Linked DNA regions of Rattus norvegicus: region 2 is linked to region 1. The links are chromatin contacts, called in public Hi-C maps. All regions are on one chromosome and are shown on one strand. Each heading gives the region's core, a stretch centred on a gene start, on an enhancer-like site or on the middle of the called end of the contact. The rest is flanking DNA. Distances are from core to core; before and after follow the strand shown.

What was found. A called contact is a pair of places that touch in the nucleus more often than the background predicts.
Region 2: a Hi-C map of Schwann cells shows a contact between it and region 1, with 7 times the contacts expected there. The contact joins the promoter of Ddx3x here to the enhancer-like site in region 1. A contact is called at or near these places in 6 of 12 Hi-C or Micro-C datasets (the A7r5 cell line, the Rat2 cell line, Schwann cells and 3 more).

What each region holds. Positions count from the first base shown.
Region 1 is chrX:11,762,350-11,765,049 of GRCr8, forward strand. All of the region lies in intron 5 of Cask (calcium/calmodulin dependent serine protein kinase), which reads left to right. Among named protein-coding and RNA genes, the nearest start is that of Gpr82, 6.2 kb to the left of the region's middle. Within about 2 kb of position 1,347, at least 15 of the 93 cell types and tissues checked have an H3K27ac peak or open chromatin away from gene starts, as enhancers often do.
Region 2 is chrX:12,164,713-12,167,412 of GRCr8, forward strand. Ddx3x (DEAD-box helicase 3, X-linked) reads right to left here and starts at 1,271. Exons shown (of 17, transcript NM_001398752.1): 1 at 1,135-1,271. The coding sequence starts at 1,179.

The DNA.
Region 1 (2,700 bases), core at 97-2,596:
AAATATTCATGACTCTAATTATCTTGGAGGTTAAAAGAAAGTCTGGCAAGGTTGGGGATTTAGCTCAGTGGTAGAGCGCTTGCCTACGAAGCGCAAGACCCTGGGTTCCGTCCCCAGCTCCGAAAAAAAAAAAAAAAAGAAAGTCTGGCAAGCCAATGTGGTGGTGCACGCCTTTACTCCCTGCACTCAGGAGGCAGAGACAGGTGGATGTCTGTGAAGCTAGCCTGTCTTCTAGGACAGCCAAAGCCACATACTGAGATCCTACACCCATTAAAAGAAGAAAAAGGAAAAAGAAAACAAAAACAGCCTAACATTTTAGCATGGGACACTTTTGTGATCATCTTCTGATATTTAACTTCTAAAATAAAATTATGGCAGCTGATGGATATAGTTTGAAAAGTCGAAAATTCTTAAGGGCTTATAATGAAATTCTCTGAAGAAAGTATTAGAAGAGATACCCTTTCTCCTCTGCTGTCCTCACTTCCTCCAGCAGCCAATCAGCTATGTTGATCCTTCCTCCTAAAGGTGCCTCACATCTCAGCTCTCTACAGCAGGGGCACATCCATGGTTTTATCCCTGAGAACATTTGGTTTGTCACTAAATCTTCAGTCACCCCTCCCATCCTCCGTGGATGTCTCACATACACAGTTCCCTCGTCCCACCTCACAAACAGAAGAGCTGGCAAGTGAAATCACTCAAAGAACTCACTTTTTCTTAAAGAAATGTCTCCTCCTGTCCATTATCACCTTTTTAGAAAGTAGTTTGAATACACTATTTTCATTTGAATCTGCCATATTTCTTTTAATATGCTTTTACTTTTGATGTTCTGACAAGGCTTTTATATTCTTTCCTTTAAGTGCAGTAAGCTGGCTCTCTCCCTAGGGATTAATAAGGTATGTGTAGCTTAGAGTCCACTGTTTCCTCAGCAATGTTCCTCAAAGGAAAGAAAATTGTGCTTTGCAAAGGGACCTCACATATCCCAGGTAGGTCCTGGAGCTGTCGAACTGCTTTGGTTCCTTCTCATATTAAAACCTACAGCAAATGTACCACAAATCTAGGCCATTGCCTTTGTAATTTTTGTCCACTATGAATATCCATTCCGTTTCTGTCCTTGTAGAACATCAATCTGACTTGGCAATAAAACTAGAAGAAAAAATCTAGTCCTGCTAGTTCTAGAAGTTTATTCAATCCTTCAGTGACGTCTACAGTCCCACAGTCTGAAAGGATGTAGAAAATGAGTCTTCCAGAAGGGTAAGGGAGCACTTCTCCCACCCCTCTGCGCTGTACCCATTCACTACTATGAGGATCATAAATATCCAGTCAACGGGTCAGGAGACTCACTTGTGTTACTTGGCTGTCCTCTCCTCCTAATTGCCACACATACTTGGAACCATGTAATCTTTACCCACGAGAGCTGACCCCATGTGTCCTGTGTTTTTCAAGCCTTGCTGGCCACAAAGGGGAAGTGAATATGAGCATGCATGCAAACCTGTCAGTTCCCTTTGCAGCCAGCTCAATGTGTTGGCTTAAAAATATAGAGGAAACGGTGTTTTTCTTCTGAGTACAGGCTGAATTTCCCCATCAAGATAAGCATTTCTGCTTCTGACAGATGGAGAGGGGGTGCAGAAAAGAAGAGTGAATGCAGTTATGGGAAAGGGGTCTTGAAAGAGAAAAGTAGGGACACAGAGACAAAACCGAACTGGGAAAGAGAAAGAGGTGCTCCTGAATACAGGAAAAGAAAACAGTAGAAGGGAGTGTCCAGGGTGCTAAGAAAATCTCATTTGGAGGACACCAGAAAGAGGCAGGAAGGAAACAGAGAAAGGAACTGCTATTAAAGGACTCTGTAAAGTCTATGCCAGCAGGATTAGCAGAAGGCATAAAGAACTTTGATCTAGAAACTTGCTGTTGGCCACTATTTGAAAACAGGATAGACTGGCCATGGTGGTATTCACTTATAAATCCCTGAACCTGGAAGAGTCCACCACTAGAATAGTATGTTGAACGCCAGCCTGGGCTATGTGAAGAGTTCCTGCCTCCAAAAGAACAAAACCAAAATAGCACAGCAGAGGGATTAGGGTTACTCCTCTCAATTGAGTTCCTACCATTGAGGCAGATCTCTAGGGCCGTGGCCTTGTTGCTATTTTCCATTGTAATGTGGTGGCTAGTTCAGCGACCCAGATTGTACAGAAAGGCCAAGGCTCAGATGCATATTAATGTAGCTTCTGGTGTCTTTCCAGATGACCTCACATTCTTTGTCTGCTTGCTGAGTTTCAGAGTATGGTCTGGCTAGCATAAAACAGAATGGATCTGCTACCTCTCCAGATACTGCTGTTAGGATTGCAAGCTAGGCTTCAGTTCACTTTGTGGGTTTCTTCTAGAATTGGCCCAGAGTCACTTTCCTTGTATACCTCTCCAGACCTCATGTTTACCCTCAGCCTCCAGCTGTGAATTTCGCCCTTTTCCCTGGTATTTGGCTATTTGGATAACATACCAAATATTTTCTGATTGCTGGGTACTTTTATTAAGTCATTCAGCCCTCTTAACAACTCTCTTGAGTGAGGTCCAGCCATTACTCATGTTTTTCTCTGGAAGAGAAAGAGCGTGTCCAAGGCAATTTATAAATGATGGAGCAAATATTTGAACTCAGGCAATCTTTTAGCCTGCCTATTATGCTGCCTCTCGTTCCTTATTTACTGAAGT
Region 2 (2,700 bases), core at 21-2,520, 400 kb after region 1:
TGAGGGGGAGGCCTGGCAGAAGACAACAGATCCTCATCTCCTCCTCACCTTGTAAACCTAGAAATGGAGTCTCGATTAAGGAATCAAAAACCAGGCCTGATCAATCTCCCAATTTTACTTCAACGGCAGCAACAAGTTATCTGTTGCCATATTCTGGGCATTTTGCCTCTAGACGATGCCAGAGTGGGGCGTCCCTCACAAGGCGCGTGGTCCTTCCTGGCGCCCAGGTAAAGGGCGGGTGTGCCGGGCTCGGGACCTCGGGCTGTTTCCTGGAGCCTCCTGGAGCCTAAGGCTGAGCAAGGGCCGCGCCGGGTGGCTCGCGTCACAGCCAAGCCCGGCGCTAGTGCGCACGCAGCAGCCCCGGCCTCCCTCCCCCCCCTCCCCCCGCCCGATCCGCCCTGAAATTTCTGCGTCACAAAACTTTCCACTCGGGAACCTCGGCCTCCCCTGCCGCAACACACCGGGCCCGCGGTGCCGAAGAAACCCGGCTGGCTTGCATAGGAGCCCGCTGGCCGGCAGGCCCGGGGGGATGGGGTGGGGGGGCGACCGCGCGGCACAGCTAGCCTGCGCCACACAAAGGAGGCCGCCGCCATTAGCCCGCGCTGAGGCCAGCCCCCATCCCGTGGCGCCCCCTCCCACATTCCAGCGCCGCGCGGCCACTCGGCTAGCCCGCGCGCCGCCGCTCACTCCCGGATTTAAAAAGCACAGCCACTGGAGCCATGGAGGCCCCAAGCCCCTGAAATCCGAGGCTAAAACCATCCATCCCGGCCCGCGCGCCGCCACGCGGGGCAATCTATCTACAACGCCCCCCCACCGCCGGTCACTAATCAACTAGGGTGCGCGCGCGTGCGCCCGAATGCGCGCGCCCCCTCCCCCTCGGCTCGCCTGCGCACAGACACAAAAGCCGCCATTGTGCTCGGGCCAGGGACAATACCGCGAACCGAGCCGAGCTGGAGGACCAACAGGCTCTAGCACTCCCCCTAAGCATCCTGTCCCTCCAGAACCCCTAGATACTGGCACCCGCCGGCCCGAGCCAACCGGGGAACCGGGAAGGAAAAAGCAGAACTTAAAGAGCTGCGCCACAAGGCAGGTTAGGCTAGGGGAGAAATTGATGCAGCGACCACTGCAGCTCACCTGCTGGTCCAGCCCGAGCGCATTTTCCACTGCCACATGACTCATCCCTGAAGAGTACCGAAAATTCGGAGTCTTCCGCTGCTGAGCAAGTGCTGGCTTTACCGCAAAGACCCTCTCACGGGAGAACTGCGGCTTTGAAGCGCACCGCGCGGCCACCGATCTTATATACCAACTCGGAGGACTGCTACGTCAGCACGTAAGACGTGTGCCCTCCTCTCCCAGGCGGCAGTCCCCTGCCGTTAGGATTTCTGCCTGCTTACGGTGCGTTGCTCGTCCTAGTCCCGTGAGATTTCCTAGTCAGTCCAGTTACCCACGTCGTTGTCTGCACATAGACAACTCCGCGTTATATGTGGTTCTGGTTCTCTTGGGTTTGTTTGTCCCCTGTTCTCCGCCAGTACCCGAGTCTTAGTGTTTTCTCGAGATCTCGCGAGAAGCATTTCCGTCTGTCCTCTAGCAATAAGGTCCTAGGATTTAAATTGGGCTTATTTGCTGCTGCTTCCCCTGTGCACCCAGTTTTCATCTTTCTAGCACTATTCCTTTTCTCTCCTTCCCCGGGCATGTAGTTGGCTTTGTCTGGCCTGATGAGCCCTGGCTTTCCGTGGAGGGCAGCGGGATCACGTGACCGTGGGTGTCCAGCAAGGTGGCCATTTTGTGAAAAGGGAAACTCGCTTGACTAGTGCTGGGAATGGGAGGGAGGGACGAGAAAACTGCGCGGGGGGGGTCGAGGGGGAGAAAGGGGGAAGGGAGCTAGAACGGGGAAGGAGAAAAGTGGAAGGCTGGATGGTGGCCTGTGTCCACTTGAGCAGGGACTGTAGGGGATGTGCTGGTCGCTGGAGACTTCAGATCGCCGTTGCCTAGGTAGCGGACACGACACCCCCACACCCCCACTATGAAGGAATAATAAGACTATCTCCCGCGGATCTAGAGCCGGCAATCTAGGACCCTCCGGGGACCCTGGGCCTCCGCTGGTGTGTGAGTCATTGCAGGCCCCTGTGTCCTTCCGCGCAGTGTTTCTGACACCAGGCCGGTGGCTGCTGGCACAGCAAGGGACCCCGAATGTTTCTAGCAACTCTCCTAGGACCCCCGGGAGGCGAAGATGTGTGACTGGACACAACCTGTATCTCTGCTAGGACAGGGTTACCTGGCCGAGGTGACATGCCTCAAGCCTCTACACTAGACAGGGAATATGAAGGGAAAAGGATCTGTCATTAAAGGGGCCCATTCTGGTGGTCCCTGCTTCTAGGCGGACCACCCCAAGTGTCAGCTTCAAAAACACATACCCTTAAATAACAAAACCCAAAAGAATATATTGAGTCCTCGGCTTTTAGGCATTGGCAACACACACGTTACCTAAAAGGTACTACTCCTTTTTGACCCTCAGTTTCACAAATAAAACGCCGGACTCTCCACCCCACCGGCCACTCCAAGGGGCCTTCTGCTGCCAGAATTCAAACAATTAGCTCTCATCACGTACTTTACAATACAGCTCTTCCACTTTTCCAGTTTGTAAAATTGAAACCCAACTTTTAAAGAGATACGGAAATAATAAAACAGTCCCCGGGCAAG